3 separate regions of the Sus scrofa genome follow, and regions 2 and 3 are each linked to region 1. A link is a contact called in public Hi-C data. All regions are on one chromosome and are shown on one strand. Each heading gives the region's core, a stretch centred on a gene start, on an enhancer-like site or on the middle of the called end of the contact. The rest is flanking DNA. Distances are from core to core; before and after follow the strand shown. Region 1 has its middle 130 kb from the start of CDYL. Region 2 has its middle 100 kb from the start of ECI2. Region 3 overlaps LOC102162837 (a long non-coding RNA gene).

Region 1 (2,770 bases), core at 105-2,604:
GGGAGAGAGGGCATGTCAGCGATGCCAGCTGGAAACCTGCTGTCCAGCAGGGAGCCGAGCCCACAGGCTTGGAGCTGGGGGCCGGGGACGCTCTGCAGATGTGCCTGCTCTCGGTGGGTGCCTGCGGTCACGCCACTCCCCCGGGCTGCTGCAGCAGCTGCCAGAGCAGTGGGGCTGGCAACTGCCCGGGAAGGAGACATCTGCCCGGGCTGTCACCAGAGTGGGAGAACGGAAGGCAGCTGCAAAGCAGCAGGGATGAGGTAGGGGCAGAGGACACGCTGCAGAAACACCCTCACCCCCCCCCCCAGCCCACCCCCGCCCCCAACACAGGAGCGGATTCGAAGGAAGCTGTTTTCGCCCTAAGCAGCTGTCCGGCCGGGGGACTGGGTAGGGATACCAGGCCGCCTGTCTCACAGATGCGGCCTTTGAAAGCTCCTTGGAGTTTCCTTCTGTCTCAGCAGTCAAGCAAATAATCTCTAGGAACCGTGACACCATCTTTTTCTAAGAAATGTAATTTGCTCCTGTCACCGACACAGCCTTCCCACCCTGAAGAGCCAGTGTGTTTTCTCCCTATTCATCAGACCTTTACACTCTGGTGACGAATGGAAAAGGCAGGGGTGATTTGTTACTGTTTTGGCATTGTTTGCTATCAGAAATGACACTGGCACAAAGGGGTGATCGTTTACAACGGCGCCCAAATTTACCGTTTCCGGAGGGAGGATATACACACTCGCACGGCGGTAGGGTTAATGGGTGCAGCCTTATACGTGATCTATGCGGTAATTTTCGCTTTAAAAAACCGTGTTCCCATCCACCGGCTCATTTGGGTGTCACGAGGATGTTGATGGGATTGCTTCAGTTGGCAGGAACGAGGCTTAAAGGAGAAATGGCTTGTCGCCGGCCACATAAGGAGTCCGCTGGGGCTGAACTATAGGCCCCGCCTCTTAAACCAGAGCTTTCTCCTCTCAACTGTACTTGAGAAGAAGACGCGTTAGAACCATCGCCAGGGAGAGGCGATTTCTCTCCCCTGCCGGTGGGCCGCGCTCCCCCACTGCAGCCCGAGCAATCCTGAGGTGCCCGATGAGTGATTACTTGAAAATCAAAGGGGTGTCATTGTTAGGTTGAACGTTGTAAAACTTCCATTTTTAAGAGGTCTGAAGTAGTCAGATATCAGCAGTTTCATGTTTCAAACAACTCCTGTAGGTTGCATTTCCCTCGCAGCCGCAGGTGGTCGTTTTGTTGGCGAATTTGGCCCGTGGCTCACCTCCCCGTTTTGCGGCTCCTTGCTCCAGTCCGCAGGGGCATCGGATCACTCTCCTCGTGGCCTCCCTGACCGAACTGGACCAGCCGTGAAGGCGGCAGACCAAACTGTGCAATTAAAGCCAAACCGGGCAAGGCAGGGTCATGTAAACATGACTCACAGATGACCCGCCTGCGAGAATTTTCAACAGGTCCGACCGGCTTCTTCTTCTTGCACATTTTGCCTGGAAAAGGCCTTCGATCAGTATTCTTTTCATTCGTCTGGCGTAAACTGGCATGTGTTCTGGTGGGTGGGAGACAGCTGACTTCCGAGGCTGTTGCAGAGGGAAGACTAGAAAATCAGGGGGTATCTTGGCTGAACGTCAAGAATGAAGTGAGGGGCAGTGAGTCAAGTGGCTAAAGACACACACATTAGAGTCATTCATTCCTCCTGCTTGGCGGAAGCTGGGAACTCGCACCCCTGGCCAGGCTTCCCACCATCTGGAGCGAGATCAGGACCCTCCCACCAGGGCTGGAAGGGCTCCAAGGGGGGCAGGCTGGCAGGAGGGCCGCGACCGCTCTGCAGGGAGACAGGGCCTCCTGCTTCCGCAGGCAGCAGGCCGAAGAGAAGAGCGCCTTCTGCCTTTTCTTTCCTGGATATGAGGTCCTTTTGGGGACCGCTTGAGACTGGGCGTGAAATGACTAAGCTGAAAAGCTTCTGGGGCTGCTGCTTTGGAGGAGCGGTGTTTTGAAGGGGCTGCACCCCACATTTCTCAGTTCCCTTTTCTGGCAATAAAGGCACCGTTTCCCCTTTGCACTCCACGTGCTGAGAGCCCAGGCAGAAGAACGCTGATTCCCACAGCGAGATGTCTTGCCCAGCGAGCAGGGGCTGCGTCCCTGGTCCCAGTTCCAGCGGGCAGGGGCTGCGTCCCCTGTCCCAGTTCCAGCGGGCAGAGCCTGTCCCGGTCCCAGGTCCAGCGGGCAGAGCCTGTCCCGGTCCCAGGTCCAGCGGGCAGAGCCTGTCCCGGTCCCAGTTCCAGCGGGCAGAGCCTGTCCCGGTCCCAGGTCCAGCGGGCAGAGCCTGTCCTGGTCCCAGGTCCAGCGGGCAGAGCCTGTCCCGGTCCCAGGTCCAGCGGGCAGAGCCTGTCCCGGTCCCAGTTCCAGCGGGCAGAGCCTGTCCCGGTCCCAGGTCCAGCGGGCAGAGCCTGTCCTGGTCCCAGGTCCAGCGGGCAGAGCCTGTCGGAGGGAGGCAGAGCCTTCCGTGAACCAGTGGGGGGCGGTGTGCTGGGAGGTCATCTCTCTGGGAAACCTCAGCGCCGCTCTGGTTTGTAACATCCGCCCATTGTCAGGGGTCGTGGTGTGAAAACACTCCCACCGTAGCCGGTCTGAACCGCCAGTAGTTTAACAGCTAGTAATTCGGCTTGCGGAATTTTTGCATGTTTGCCACCTCTGCTGATTCTGGACTTGGTGGCTTAAAAACTGGAGTTGGGCAGAGGCATGAGCAAAGGCAGCGTGGATCCTGGGGAAGAAG
Region 2 (3,127 bases), core at 582-3,081, 160 kb after region 1:
ACCAAGGAACTCCTGGGGTTACTTTTTAAGTTGGAAGGGTGACCCCTGGCAGTCACCCATACTGAAGCAAGTTTGGATAAACTGACTAGCAGCTTCCATAGAGATGGCTCTTGTTTCCTGGTTGGTCCTGCCTGGGGGAGGGGAGAGCCCTGCCGGTCCTTCCTGTACCAAGTGGGGCCCCCTCGGCCCCACGCTGCCACCTTCTCCTGCTGTGCTTGTGGGATTGAGACATAGAAGGACCTATCAACATGCACTGAGTGGACAGGCCTGGCGGCGACTTAAGACTCGCCTCTCATGGGACGCTGGGTTGGGCACATCCTGCCGCCCTCGCAGGACCTCCGCCTAACGCCGTCTGGGACTCGCCTGGGATCTCCTTTGAGCCGTAACATCGGCTGAGCCAGACGTCAGCCTTGGGCGGGTGCTTTCAAACAGGCTGGGAGTTGTGCCAGGTCCGAGGAAGGGGCCTCGGGGCCGGGGAGGGGCTGGAGAGACGGAGGGCGTGGCTTGGGGTCCTGGGGCTCCTCCCCGGGTCCTGGGACCCCTGGGGTTGAGCCGGAGAACTTCACTCTCCCGGGCGTCTCCGCGGTTGTAGGACTCCACGTGGGGATCTGTTGGAGAATAGAAAGGGCCCTTCTGCTCCGGGGAACAAAGAAGGCTTGAGAGGCCGAGGGGCCGTGCAGCCCAGGGCCCAAGGGCGGGGCCGCCGATCAGCTGGGGAGCCCTCTGGCCTCGGTTTATCCGTCTCTGAAGCGGGGACTACCGCGGGACGCTCCGCGAAGGCTGTTGGGAGGTCGGATGGCGAGAGCTGACTGCGGGCTGATTCCGATGTGACCACTGCTAAGCGGACCGGCCATCGTGGGCTTCTGAGTGGAGCGATATCATGATTAAATGTTTAAAAATCTCTCTCTGGAGGTGTATTGGAAAATGGACTAGGACAAGGGTGCTAGGCTCGACACCCGAAAGTTATTATCGAAAGTTATCCCCGGCGTCTGTGTAGGGGCCTCAAGCAGCGGCGGCCAAGATGAAGCCGAGTGAAAATATTAAGGAAGCCGGGCAGGAAGGGACCACCTGCTGACTGGGGGTCGGGGGAGGAGAAAGAGTTGGGGGATCCGCGTCCCGTCGGGGGCACAAGCTCTGGATGTTTAGGAGGGAAGGAGCGTTTCCGGGAGCAGAGGGACCTTGCGGGGCCGCGGTCCTGGCGCAGGTGGCCGTCCGGGGTGGACTGCAGGTCTGGGCGGAGCGCGGCGCGCACGGGCACATGAAGAACTGTGGGCTGTCGTGGGTGAAGGTCAGCAAGGAAAAGCTTGGGGAACAACAGAGACCAGTGATCACATCCATCAGAACGCAGGTGTGGGAGCGGAGTGGGGCCAGCGCAGAGGGAGGGGCGTGTCCCCGGGGCTCTCAGCTCATCCAGTAACTGCAGGGCAGCGCGGGTCTGGGGACAGACACACTGGTGACACTGGCAGCCTCTCACTAGGGCATCTCCTCGGGTTGGCTGCTCGTGGAATCGGAGCCTGGCCCCACCTCGGAGCCCAGCAGAGTCCGCGCCCAGGCCAGAGAGCACTCGCCAGAGGGAGTGTGAGTAAGGAGGTGGCTTTTGATGGCTCTCCAGACACTCAGCATGAGTGACAGCTCAGCATGCAGCCGAATCCAAGGAAAGGGGCCTGAGCGGTGCCCCCAAATCAACCCCTACCACTGTGCCCCCTCTTCTGTGGCCCCTGCCGCCCCATCCTGATGCTGGGGACTCAGCAGGCGCTGGACAGAGTGGAGACGGAGCGCAAGACTGTCCTGTGCGAAGGCTTCCCGAGCTGGGACGCGCTGAGAACCCGCCTGCTTTGACCGCGCGCTATCTCCCCGCCCCCAGCCCCACCCCCGTCCGTAGCTCCACCCCTCCCGGCTCCACCCCCTCGAGTCCCCCCCGCCCCCCAGCCCCAGGAGTGGGAGGGCTTTCTCCTGGCTCTTCCACCCCCTGGTAACCCATGCGCTCAGTTCAAGCCCCTCCTCTGGAAAGCCCTGGAGCAGTCCCTACTCCAGGCAGCCGAAGTGAAGGACAGTGGTGCGGGGTGCGGCTGCCAAGTCCTTTCCGTGGCTACAGTCTCGGCTCTGGGCTCCCCACGGCTGGATCAAGTCTGCTTATTCTGCGCTTCACGTGATGCAGTGAAGACAGTGCAGTCCTCAGGGGGTGTCCCACTCTCAGACTTCAGCCTTCCCTGGTTCTGACCATGGAGCTGGGGTCAGGCGGGCAGCACGCAGGCCTCCGGAGCACAACCAGGACGAGGTTCAGAGCCGACAAGTGGGGGGTTGGCAGAGTCCGTGGAGCCTGGAGGAAAAGGCCCCCCAGACCCCTTCCCTCAGTTCAAGCCCCTCCTCGCCCCCCCCTCCCCCACCAGATGCCGCCCCATCCTGGCAGAATGAGGCAGCCCCGGGACCTCTCCCTGGGCCCCCCTCCCCACTGGCCTCCAGTTGGTGCCGTCAAGGGGGAGAGCAGCTGGAGACGGGTGAGGCCGGGGCGGTGCTGGGCTGCAGCTAGCTGTCCACCTCTCGGCAATTCTGCATCCAGACCTCACTTTGGAAGCTTGAAATAGGCGATGGGGAGAGAAATCGCCAGGAAAACAGACAAATGCTACAAATTTTAAGGACGTTTCCCCGAGAGCTAGCTATTGAACACTGAGCACTGGGTGGACTTTTATTCTGCTGCTCCAGTTATGGAGTAGCTTCGGGCTGACTTTGACCAAAGGTCATTGTTCTGCAAGTAGCCATCTTCACACACTGGTCTTCTGGGCATGCACTCTCTCGTGGTTCCCAAATTGCCCCCCACCTTGTAAGTAGCCCCCTTACTGATAACCTTCAGATTGTCTTAATGACTGGCCACCTGTCTCCTGCAGAGATCTCGGCAGACACAGTGGGAGGCAGATGAGTCACAACCACTGGCCACGTCATTGTGGGTGTGGCTGTGAGGTGTCCAGCCCTGGCCTTAAATTCTCACCAGGCCATTCAACACCAGCCCGGCTCCCAGCACCTTGGTCCTGCCTCCAAGTGTGATGGTTCCAGAGCTTGAGCCTCCTGCGGAGGGAGAGAGAGAGGAAATCCTTCACCTAGAATGACAGCCAAAATCTGTTTTTTAAAA
Region 3 (3,091 bases), core at 46-2,545, 240 kb after region 1:
ATATCACTGAAAAGAAACAGAGCTGATAGACTGTGGCCTTGGCATTGATGACCCCTTCCTTCTCATATCCAGCATCACCCGTGGTCTCTAAATCCCTCTTCCATCCATCTGGCCCCCATCCCAGATGCCTCATCTGCAGATTATTTTTCTGTCTTGCTTCTTTGGACCAAAGACTCTCGGGCAGACTTTTGATTCAGCGTCTCCTAAGGTCTGCCTTCAAGTCGTCTTTCTTGGCTTAATCCACTGCAGGCCCTGAATGAGTGAGGTTCTACCCTTATGTCTGACCTTGGTGTCCAGAGAACACGCCCAGGCTTGGGTCTGGCATCCTTACTACAGCTTGTATGAGCAGAGGTTCTGAGCTAGAGAGACGTGTGTGTGTGTGTGTGTGTGTGTGTGTGTGTGTGTGTGTGTGTGTAAGAGAGAGTGGGGGGCAGAGGGGCAGGTGTTGGGGAGAGGGGTCTGGGGAGGGAGAGATTAGTAATAAGAATGCTGAATTGAGAGGGATTTGTTCCAAACACAGGTCGGAATAGCATAAAAAGCATATATGAACATAGGAATAACGTGGAGCCCTGAGGATTTGAACTTGACACATCAAAGCTGTTTCCTTAGCCACACTGGTTACTCATTACTAGCAATGGCTCTGGACTCTGGCTGCATGTTACAATGACTCAGGAAGCTTTTATAACATATGGATGACGGGGCACCATCCCCAAAGATTCTGATGCAATTTGTCTGGATTATACGACTTGGCATCTGTCCTTTTTTTAAAAGCCCTCCACTGATCTTAATGTGCCGTAAGTTTACAAACCACAGCACAGGGAGAAGCCCCACAGCACAGTGGTGGATTCTGAAGTCAGCTTTCAAGTGAGCTCCAGGTCAGCCTTCACCCCCTTCCCCCCCCCCAATAGCTGTGTGACCTTAGCCAGCATGCTGTGGGTGTCTAAGGCTTACTCAGTCATGGAAAACCCCAAATCAAGTGCCAACTTCACAAGACTGTGTTGGATGAGGCACTGTTTGCCAAGCACTTAGCAAGGACAGAATGAATTATGGCTGTTTTTGTTACCAGCAGGTATGAAGGAGAATCTGATGACTGTTCATGATTCAACAATACTTTAAATCATCTCATCATTTAAAAATAACACGCTAAGCACCCATATACAATCCTACTCTATAAAATGTATACTCACTGAAAATACCGTTTCAGCAAGTCATTTGGACAATGTCAGAGGCTGCTGTTGCACAAGACCTTCAGGCTTTGTGACCTGTGGACCCCTGGCAAGAAAAAGCTCTTCTGACTCATGTGCTGGGAAGTCATACAAATGAAATGCTCTTGGCTATTAAGTACATGCCACAGTATTGAACCATCCTAGCACTACGGCAAATTCAGATTCCAGTAACAGCGACATGCCCTTGTGGCTTATCAAACTGGCAAAAACCTTTTAACAGCAGCAAGAAGAAATTTTGAATTTTATGCACTAATAGTACGATAGCATGTCGGTGTGCAGTTCTTAGAGAAAATTTAGTGATGTGTATCAAAGGGCTTAAAAATATAGATATCCTTTGGTTCAACAATTTCACTTCTAGAAATTAATCCTAAAGGAAAATAATCAGAGATCCATGAAGTTTCACAATTATCAGTGCTATTTTTTAATAGTAGGACGGTTAAGTGCCAATTGAAATATAAATAAATTATGGTACATCTATATATATTCTATCTCGTGTGGAATATCATATTATCATTTTTAAACCACATTTTCCAAGATTAGCAAATGACGTAGGAAAACACCCATCAAGAACTTTAAGTAAAATATACACCCAAGTAGAAAAAAATTTTAAGGTAAAAATCCAAGATGTTAATAGTGATGGGGAGTTTCCATCGTGGCGCAGCGGAAACAAATCCGATGCGGAACCATGAGGTTGTGGGTTCGATCCCTGGCCTCACTCAGTGGGGTAAGGATCCGGTGTTGCCGTGAGCTGTGGTGTAGGTCGGCAACTGTAGCTCTGATTGGACGCCTAGCCCAGGAACCTCCATATGCTGCGGCTGCGGCCGTAAAAAGACACAAAAAAAAAAATGTAAATAGTGATTATCTTTGGGGGCTGGGATTGTGAGACTTCTGTACTTTTCCATATTTTCTATAATCTGTACTGTTTTTATCATAAGAAATCTATGTTCTAAGAGTTTTAAATATTCCTTTGCCAAAAGCAAACAAAACCAGCCAAAGTCCTTATAAAGAATTCTATTTTAGTGGAGCTGATTTGTGTCTCTAGACCAACATTATAAATTCTATTCCAGATATTTTGAGACAATGAGAGGATCTCTTGCCAACAACACTGAATTTGTTAGAAAAACAAATTCTCCCCCCAGAGGTATATTTTCCAAGAAAAGAGAAACAGGTGTGAGAGTACGTGGGATGTATGTTTCAGATGCTCCTGGGTGTCCAATTGAGGACACCTGGTGGCAGCAGAAAATAAGGGACTGAAGCTCGAGGGAGAGGTTGGGACTGAAGACGTGACTCCAGGCGTCAAGGGCTTAAGGATAAAAGCAGAAGAATGTGATAAGTTTATTCAAAACATATTTGTAAAAGGACTAGGTGGTCGAGAACCAAAATCTGGGGAAAGCCTGGGAAAACGGGAAGGGAAGAGGCAGCAGTGCTGGCAGCTTATTTGTTAACCTCCCCCAACCCCTCCGTGAATGTAAGAAAAGAAACCAGGATGGCAAAACAAAAGGCCCAAGGACAATGTCTACACGGCAACGAGGTTGGCCAGATGCCCCCCAGATTCCAAAAATCCGAGCAGGTGCAGGAAGATCTCTGGCAGCCACAAAGTCTGCCTGGCGTCAGCAGCTGTGCCAAGGGAAGCAGCAGGCGTTTGAAGAACCAAGAACACCAAGGTCAGAGGAGGGGCCACCTGAAAGGCTCTACCAGGCCCAGTTAGCAGGAGTGGGAAGGGGTTTGTGCCCCAGAGGCAGGTGAGTCGAGGGGTCCTGAGGACCGTGTGCAGGGGCCAAACGGCCTGTGGACTCTCCAGACACGAGTCAAATGCCCCCTCCGGGGGTCACGTTCCACTCTGAGGACACACTGCTGAAAATAGA

The links. Hi-C and Micro-C count contacts between places; a contact is called where the count stands out from the background.
Region 2: a contact with region 1 is called in a Hi-C map of liver, with 2.6 times the contacts expected there. The contact joins two enhancer-like sites. A contact is called at or near these places in 2 of 47 Hi-C or Micro-C datasets (liver and skeletal muscle).
Region 3: a Hi-C map of liver shows a contact between it and region 1, with 1.7 times the contacts expected there. The contact joins two enhancer-like sites. A contact is called at or near these places in 3 of 47 Hi-C or Micro-C datasets (liver and skeletal muscle).

What each region holds. Positions count from the first base shown.
Region 1 is chr7:2,710,840-2,713,609 of Sscrofa11.1, reverse strand. No RefSeq gene overlaps it. Among named protein-coding and RNA genes, the nearest start is that of CDYL, 130 kb to the left of the region's middle. Within about 2 kb of position 1,354, at least 8 of the 83 cell types and tissues checked have an H3K27ac peak or open chromatin away from gene starts, as enhancers often do. A contact at or near this core is called in liver, where this site is marked.
Region 2 is chr7:2,546,780-2,549,906 of Sscrofa11.1, reverse strand. No RefSeq gene overlaps it. Among named protein-coding and RNA genes, the nearest start is that of ECI2, 100 kb to the right of the region's middle. Within about 2 kb of position 1,831, at least 23 of the 83 cell types and tissues checked have an H3K27ac peak or open chromatin away from gene starts, as enhancers often do. A contact at or near this core is called in liver, where this site is marked.
Region 3 is chr7:2,473,860-2,476,950 of Sscrofa11.1, reverse strand. All of the region lies in intron 1 of LOC102162837 (a long non-coding RNA gene), which reads right to left. Among named protein-coding and RNA genes, the nearest start is that of ECI2, 29 kb to the right of the region's middle. Within about 2 kb of position 1,295, at least 20 of the 83 cell types and tissues checked have an H3K27ac peak or open chromatin away from gene starts, as enhancers often do. A contact at or near this core is called in liver, where this site is marked.